Linked DNA regions of Mus musculus: all the other regions are linked to region 2. The links are chromatin contacts, called in public HiChIP or PLAC-seq maps. All regions are on one chromosome and are shown on one strand. The core of a region is the stretch at or near the end of the contact, and the rest is flanking DNA. Distances in the headings are between cores, read along the strand shown. Region 1 holds the start of Pianp (PILR alpha associated neural protein). Region 2 holds the start of Slc2a3 (solute carrier family 2 (facilitated glucose transporter), member 3). Region 3 holds the start of Ptms (parathymosin).

The links. HiChIP or PLAC-seq counts read pairs in DNA pulled down with a chosen protein or histone mark.
Region 1: an H3K27ac HiChIP or PLAC-seq map of embryonic stem cells shows a contact between it and region 2, with 14 times the contacts expected there. The contact joins the promoter of Pianp here to the promoter of Slc2a3 in region 2. A contact is called at or near these places in 1 of 484 Hi-C or Micro-C datasets (embryonic stem cells) and 2 of 115 datasets of contacts at active chromatin or transcription factors (both in embryonic stem cells).
Region 3: an H3K4me3 HiChIP or PLAC-seq map of stem cell-derived neural progenitor cells shows a contact between it and region 2, with 4 times the contacts expected there. The contact joins the promoter of Ptms here to the promoter of Slc2a3 in region 2. A contact is called at or near these places in 4 of 115 datasets of contacts at active chromatin or transcription factors (embryonic stem cells, extraembryonic endoderm stem cells and stem cell-derived neural progenitor cells) and 2 of 9 other capture datasets (adipose tissue and embryonic stem cells).

What each region holds. Positions count from the first base shown.
Region 1 is chr6:124,995,465-124,998,164 of GRCm38.p6, reverse strand. Pianp (PILR alpha associated neural protein) reads right to left here and starts at 1,445. Exons shown (of 6, transcript NM_175696.4): 1 at 1,226-1,445. It also overlaps a transcript of Cops7a not described here.
Region 2 is chr6:122,741,391-122,744,090 of GRCm38.p6, reverse strand. It overlaps Slc2a3 (solute carrier family 2 (facilitated glucose transporter), member 3), which reads left to right and starts at 1,346. Exons shown (of 10, transcript NM_011401.4): 1 at 1,346-1,715. The coding sequence starts at 1,701.
Region 3 is chr6:124,916,524-124,919,223 of GRCm38.p6, reverse strand. It overlaps Ptms (parathymosin), which reads left to right and starts at 1,278. Exons shown (of 5, transcript NM_026988.2): 1 at 1,278-1,664. The coding sequence starts at 1,620. It overlaps A230083G16Rik (RIKEN cDNA A230083G16 gene), which reads right to left and starts at 2,361. Exons shown (of 2, transcript NR_152158.1): 1 at 2,042-2,361.

The DNA of each region.
Region 1 (2,700 bases), core at 196-2,695, 2.3 Mb before region 2:
TGTGACACCCTGTGTCTTCTGGATTCCTAGTCTCCGTCTGCGTGTTGAATACCCCAGGGAATAAACTAGGGAGGGGAGGGGGGTGCGAGAGGTGAAAGGCTGCGAGGGAAAAGGTTGGTCAAGAGTGAGAAGACGGACAGACAGCAGCTGGGAAGGGAGGAGATGGGGAGGAAAGAGGGGCTACAGGAGATTGGCCAAGGATGCTGAAGAGAGAAGACGGCAGGGAGGGAAAAGAAAACAGGCATCAGGCAGGAGGATGGAGGGGTCTGGTCAGGGCAGAAGCAAAGAGAGTGGAAGAGAAAAGGACGGTGGAGATCAGAGACGGGGAGAGAGTCATTGAGACAGATTAGAACACGGTGTTGAAGGCAAAATCAAAAAAGGAAGGGACGGGGACCGGAGGTGGGGGGTGGACAGAACAGCAAAGATGGAGGAGTTAGGAATTGTTTCTTGAAATTGAAAGAGATATGGAGACAGAGCTGGAGGCCAGGTGAAAGAGAAGGGAAAGGAAAGAGGCCGGGGGGCTTAGTGGGAGGAGGTTAGAAACGGGAGGAAAGAAATGGTAGCCGAACCAGTGGAGCGAATAAGGACTCGGCGACACCAGTGGCCCGCTACTCCAGGGCATACCTGCCCCTTCGTTGGCTACAACCCACCACCACCACCAATGTCAACTCCAGCCCCTTCACACACCCCGTACCCCTCTGTCACCCCCTCCAGGAAGTCCGCAGTCCCCAAGCTGGTGCGCCACCCCACCCCCTTCGCGCTCCTCACCGACCTGTTGTGCGCAGAAGACGAACTGGGGGTGGGGTGGGGGAACCGGGCCCCATCTCTAGCAGAGCCCCCCAATCCCGCCAATCCCACAGGCCTGCGCTCCCTGGATAGGGTTGGAAAGCGGTGCGAACCGGGAAAAATAAGGAAACGATCGGCCAAGGGATTTGGAGGGAGCACCCAGAGCGGAAAGGGGACCTGAGGCAGGAGGATGCCCGAAGCTGCAGGATGAGCTAAAGGCGGGATGGTGGCAGGCGCGGAGACGTTGACTGCTGCACCAAGAGGGTAGGATGGAGTCAGGACAGCGGAGGGATGGAGGGCACTGTGGAAAGGAGCTCTGGGAGACTGGAGGCGGCTGGAGACCGCGCCAGGAGGGGCGGGGGGCGAAGGACGCGGAGCTGGCACTGGGAGGGCAGAGTCTGCTCCCTACGGGTAGGGGCTTTGGGTCCCCCTCGCTCACCTGCATGCCTGGTGTGGCGGCGCGACGACTGCAGGCGCTCGGAGCTACGCGGGGCTGGGGGGTCGCAGAAACGGGTGGGGCGCCGGGCATGGTCGGGAGGTTTGGCTGGCAGCGAGGAGCTGGAGCCGGAGGGGGGCGGGCGCCCGGGGCGCGGGGCGGCGGCGGCGGCGGCGGCGGCGGGAGACGCTCGCTTCGGCTGGGCTCGGCTGGGCTCGGCCGGGCTCGGCTGGGTTCGGCGGGCGACTAGGACCACTTGGTCTCCGCCTCTCCTTCTCACGTCTGTAGGCCACGCACGACTTAACCCTTCGTTTGCTACGCTGCGAGCTCAGCTTTTGTCCAGGTGCAAGGTTGGGAAGAGGAGCAGGGATGGAGGGGGTTGGGGGGACGCAACCTCCTTTGGGTAGTGATGGTAAGCTTCCCCTCTACCTAAGCGCAGCTTCACAGACCTCATGATTTCTGACCCCCAAGCAGTCTGAGATTCTGAGTCATCCATACATTTGAGTCCCCAACTCTGGCAAAGGTGGAAAGGCAGCTCAAGACCGTGGGTGAGAGGACCAAAGAGGGGTGGGAGAGAAGACTGCATACGCAAATTGGAGTGCCCCCAGCAGATTAATTCCTCATTTCACTATGATCCTTCTTATAATTCATTCTCCCTGAAGCAACCCAAACAGTCCTTAAATGGTTCAAGACCATTTGCTATACTTAGCTTTTCCGAGACTCAGAATATCCAACACTCACTATGGCTCACAAGGAGGCCCCCGTAGATTCCTGCCTCTGGGTATCTCCAGCTTTCTTTCCTAAGGATTTCTTCGGCACAGCCTTAGTGCAGTTGGGGAATATTCCTAGACCAGAGGCACTAGAAGCCTGCCTCGGGGCTTTGCACCCTGCTGTTCCCTCTAGAAGTTTCTCCTTGTCTGTTCCCAAATGGTCTACACGGGCTCACTTAGATTCAGGCTTCTGAGTGCCCTTTTCTAATCTCTTAAAACTCCCTTGACCTGGGCCGTGGAGATGGCTCAGGGGACAAAGGTGCTTGCCACCAAGCCTGACTACCTGGGTTCTATCCCCAGGACCCACATGGTGGAAGGAAAGTTGTCACCAGACCCCTGAACAAGTGGTGTGACACATACACTAATTAGATGTAATAAAGAGAATTCTGGGGCTGGGGAGATGGCTTAGTGGTTAAGAGCACTGACTACTATGCTTCCAAAGGTCCTGAGTTCAAATCCCAGCAACCACATGGTGGCTCACAACCATCAGTAACGAGATCTGACTCCCTCTTCTGGAGTGTCTAAAGACAGCTACAGTGTACTTACATATAATAAATAAATAAATCTTTTTTAAAATTCCTTTGACCCTACCCATTCATACCTAACCCTTCTCCCTGCATGACCCCCCCCAACCCTGCGCCCCAAACTTCTAGGAAACCACACTTTCCTGGCTCCCCTCCAACCCTCTGGCTGTTCTTTACTGTCTTC
Region 2 (2,700 bases), core at 97-2,596:
TGGACTTGGTTTTCTCCTGACACCATGTGTGGGTCGTGGGGATGAAACTCAGGTCTCCAGACTTGGCAGCAAGTGCCTTTACCTGCTAAGCCATCTTGACAACCTTCATTATTTCTAATGTGGCTACAGGAAAATGGAATGTTGCACCAAGTGGCTTGGATTCTCTTTCTACTGGCAGGCACTGGCCTTTGGGCTTTACTATTTCTTTAGCTGCTAGATTCAGTTGCTGTGGTAATTAAACGGCGCTTCCGACTCAGTGCTTCTAGGAAAGAAAAATGACGAGAGCAAGGGGGTGCAACCTCGGGGATGATTTTCTTGCGCGGTCCGGTTCACTCCACCTCAGTTTTCTCAGCAAGCATCCGATTTGGCAAAGACCCTCCTTTAAGGAGAAAGGGACCAGGTTTGCTTCAGTTCAGTCCATCAGTCTAGATCTCTGCCCAGAAAGCTAGGGACTGAAGATGCCTTTCCTTCCTCGAGCCTATACCAAATCACTCTTCAGGGGAGGGGTCGCCTTCCCTCCCCCGCACCGGGAGTCAGAGCCTAGAGCCTCAGTGTCACACGTTTATCACGTGCTCAGCTGCTTCACTCTGGAGCTCACCTGAAATGTGCCTGCCTCCTGCAGGCCATCGCAGGCCTCTCTGTAAGCTCTCCTTTCGCGTACCCAACTTTTTAGGTTTCTTTCAGTGTGGTAGTGAAGTACTTGTCTCAAGTTTGTCTTTCGAGAGACACACAATCCCTAGGTAATAGTATGTTAGCAAACGTTTCTTATATGAGAATCAGTTACCCTAGACTGATTGTTCTGGGGGTTTAACCTAGAGCCGCGGCAAGTGCTATACCACTGCGAGACACCTCCACCCCAGCTCTTAATTTTTTCTTCCCGCTTGAGAGCTATGCACTCAGCAAAAATCTGTAAGTTGAATTAGATATTTGTTGTGTTTCTAGATGCTGTTAATCTCAAAACAGAGCTGAGAGAGGCAGAATTCACAATGGGTGGGGTGGCGTATGCTGTGGTGAGGAATTGGGGCTGTGTACTTCACTTGATCCTTCTTGGAGCCTCAAGTCAAGAAGGCTGCCTTCACACCTGGATGCGTTTTCTTGGACTGCCTCGCCTTTCCCTCCTTCAAGGCGAGTACACCCAGCCTATAATGAAAACGCATTATCAATTCTCTGCTTCCTGCTCCTTGGATGACTTTCAACTAAAAGCAGCACTGACTCTACTCTGCGTTTAGACTGATTCCATCCCGACTGCCTTCAAATTTGCCCGCCCTCCAAACTTTGTTTTAGTATTTTTTTCTGTGAAACAAAAAGGCTGTCGGCTCTTGAAAAGGGGAAGGAATTTGGAAGCGCTTTGAGGGGAAAAAAAAAAGAACCACGAGGAGGATGTGGTAAAAAGCAGGAGGGGGTGGGTGATGGTGGTTGATTGCAAAGGACAGGGGCTGGGGGTGGAGCGGTGAAGATCAGATAAGAGGTCACTGAATTCCTGGGGTCACAGGTTAAGGATTGGGGGGTGGGAGGTTGAAGGCTCCACCCCTTGCAGAGATTATAAATAGGTAGGCTGGGCTTCGGGCTGTGATGCTTTCGGTGATAGTCCTTAAGCCTTCTGAGAGCGGCTTCTGTAGGACCCGAGGAACACTTGCTGCCGAGAACATTGGCTGGATACCTCTAGATCTACCTTAAGACTTGAGAACTAGGTTGGGACCATGGGGACAACGAAGGTAAGAGCTGGTTGTTTTTATTTGCTTGTTTGGGGTCCTCACGGAGGTAGGTCGTGGTGCGGATCGCCGTGCTCCGGTTTCTCCTAAGTCACCGAGCCATCCGGACGGAGGCCTTTTCTTATCAGCTCCAGCAAGCAATTCGATACTAGTGTTAGCGTTCTAGGCATCTCCTACCTGACGAGGATCCTCTCGGACACCTTCTTAGCACGTGAAAGTCACCTCAGAAGCTGTTTGCCTCTCGGGTGTGTTTGAGGTAGCTGTGATGAGAGCGAAGAGGGTAGGACTTGGCCGCGGGGGTCTCGGAGCCAGCTGGAAGGCTTGGGAAAGGCTTAGACCTTGAGAGGACGTGGGGTTGGCTTGGGTTTGCTGTTCAGCATCCCGCTATCGGTCCTTGGGTTCCCGGTACTGTGGGGAGGGAAGTCCAGTTGTCCTTACTATGGTTGTGAGTGCAGGATGTATCGGAGTTAGTGTGGGCGGAGGGAGGAAGGCAGTATTTGTAAGGAAAAGGGCATTTCCACGAAGATTAACTTGGAAATTAAGTAAATTAAGAGACCGTGAAAAAAAAATCAGGATAAAAGAGGGGATGTCTGTAAAGAGGGTTTTACAACAAGGAAAGGGCCTTCGCCTGGAAGGGACAGCACTTAACCACCGAGAGACTGGGAGGCTGCCGGGAAGGTCAGCTCGCTGCTAGACGCTCCCAGCCTGCCACCGGGAGTGACCTTAAGAGGAACTTAAGGACAGGTGAAGAGGTTGTAGCAGGCCAAATAGGTCGGCCTCAGACTCCAGTTTTGAGATGTCCCTGCCTGCTTGAGTGATTTCCCAGCAAGGTGAGGAGATGTCTGCCTGATCCCCCCTTGCTAAAAATGGCTCCTAATAATGTGTTTAAAATGAGCAGAGGCTCTGGCCAGCTGGGCGGAGAATGGTACCATATTTAGAGAACAGGAAGACTCTCAAGAGGGCCCAGGATGTTGCTGGTGGGTTGGGT
Region 3 (2,700 bases), core at 29-2,528, 2.2 Mb before region 2:
TGGCAATCCTCCTGCCTCAGCTTCCCAAGTGCTGAATAGGTCATCTGGCTAAAGGTGATGTTTTTTATTAAGGAAATAAAAATGATTAGGAAAAGGTGAGGGGTAATAATGACAGATCACACACACACACACACACACACACACACACACACACACACACACACCCCAAAGACAATCTTTTCCCAAAGCCCAGCCTTCTTCTTCATCCACCGTTCGGGCCTCAGACTGACAGGCCAGCCCGTCTCTTTCTGAATCTTAGGGTTCTCAAAAAATTATCTAAAGATTCTGAACCTAGGGGTGAGGCGCTGAGGACAAGGAACCCCGTATCTGGGCCCGTGTGTGCAAAGGACAATTGAATTCAGAAAGACTGGGGGGAAGACAGAGAAGAGCTACGAGAGGGAAAATGTACAAGGACAATCGGAAAGAGTTGAAAATTAGCTAAGTTTATAGGGCCAGGTGATAATCAGGTAAGAAAACAGTGTTATCTGGAGCAAAGTAAATTGAGACATAAGAGATGTAGATGGTTGTAAGGGAGGGGTCTCGGTCTATATGAATGAAGAGGTGAAGAGAAACACAAGAACCAGGCAATTAAGTGAGGTGAGACAGGTAAGAGGAGAGAAGAATAAAGAGGCAGACGAGAACATCAGAGGGCCCCTCACATCCCCCGAAACAGACTGGAAGGAACCCGACAAGGACCACAAATGTCAAGTCCAGCCGAGAGGCCCAGGCTGTCCTTTGTACTCTCACTTTCCTCCTCAAGGCCACCTAGAGAAGGCGGACAGGAGCGAGAAATGGAAGTGGCTCTGCAGCCTTCTTCCTCTCCTTTCAGCTTTTGGTTTCTCAAATACCTGCCCAGCCTCTACATCTACAGCCCCACTCCCTGCACCCCCACTTTAGCAAAATCCCAGGGCTAAAAGGAGGAGGTCAGCAGGAGTCTGGCCAGTCCGCCCCCAGGAGCCAGACTCCAGCTTGCAGGCAGTAGGCTGGCATTTGGAGCGGTGTCTCCCCGCAGGAACCCCACCCCTTCCCACCTCCTCGCCCCACTCCGCTCGCTCCCGAACCGTCAGTCTCTCCATTCCCCCGCCCGGTCTCGTCCTTCCTCCTGTCCCGCTCGCTCTCCCGCCCTTCGCTTTCATCCTCCTATCCCCACCTCTCCAACCTCCTCTTTCATCCCCCTCCCCTCTCCTCTCCTCCCCGCTCTCGCCTGCCCCACCCCTGGGAAGCCCCTCCCGTCGGGCAGCGCCGCCTTAAAAGCGGGTTCCCTTCCCGGGGGCGGCAGCGGCTGGTCGGCGGCAGCTCTGCTGGTGCGGGGGCGGCGAGCAAGACCGAGCGACCGCGACCGGAGCGCGCCGGCCACCGCCCGCATCGTCCTCCCGCCTGCCCGCCCGCCCGCCCTCCGGACGGCCGCAGCCCTGCGGGTCTCTGCTCGGGACCCACCCCCGCCCCACCCCGCGCGCCTCTGCCGCCTCTTGCAGCGAGCCAGCTTGCCGAGCGGCCGTCGCTGCCGCTGCCGCCGCCGCCACCGCGCCAAGTTCCGGCCGCGGCCACCCTCCGCCGTCCAGGGCTCCTCCGCCTCGGCCCCGGGACCCCGGCTCCCTGCCAGCCCCGGCCCCGGCACCATGTCGGAGAAGAGCGTGGAGGCAGCGGCCGAGCTGAGTGCCAAGGTACGGGCAGGGGCGGCGGCGGCGCGGCACCCGGGCGGCCCCGGGATCGGCGCGGTCCTTCGCGCCCGGTCGCCCCCGACGGCCCCGAGCGGCCCTGGCGCCCGGTCCCCGCGGACCCCGCTGCGCCCTCCCCCCGCTCGGAGCCCGGCGCTGCCTATCCCGCTCGGCACCACCGGCGCCCTCTAGCGGCCCAGCGCGCCGTGGCTCGGGCCTCACCGCCCGGCCTGCGCCCGGCCCCGCCATCCCCACCCCTCTCGTGCCCTGCCTGCCGCGCCCGCCTCTGCCCGGTCCGCCTTCTCGTCGGAGAGCGGCGCCTCTAGCTTCCCGGGCCCCATGTCCGAGCCGAGCCCCCAGGTCTCTTGCCACTATGACCTCACCTTTCCTCTGCTAAGCGGTTTGGGATCCTCAAGTGTAAACAGGACTCTCCCGGGAGGCTACTCCTCGGCTCCTCCCCTTGCCGCCCGACCGTCTGTCCTCGTCCCTGAAGGGCTGCTCCTCTCCACCCCCCCTTTTTAATTTTTAAAAAAATTTTTTGCCCATCTTCATTTGTTCTTCCTCTACTACCGATTTCCATTTTTTTTCCATTATCGCCTCCCCTCATGTTGAATTTCTAAAAATCAGAAAGACGGAGAAACGAGCCTTCGAAAAAGCTGGAGCTCAGCATCGCCTGACCATACGTCAAGCTATCTTTGCTCTCAGCAGCTGCCTTTCCCGGCCTCATCCCTTTGCCCTTGTCTCTCTTTCAGCCTTCCTCTAATTTCCCCAGGGAAACTGCGGAGTGCCGCTTAGGGAAATTAATGCGGCCAGGCTTGGGGGCTGGGAGCCCAGTCTTTTTTTTTTGGGGGGGGGGGCGCAGTATAGTTCTCGAGGTCCAAGTGGAAGGAGGGAGCTGATAGGATGAAAGGCAGTGGGAAGAGGGGACATGTGAGATCTGATAAGGTGTGCCTGTGTGGCCCTCCGGTGGGTTGTGCGGTGGCATGTGACTTCACCGAGTAGGCGTCTTTGTATGTCTGAGATCCAGCGAGTGTGTGGGACC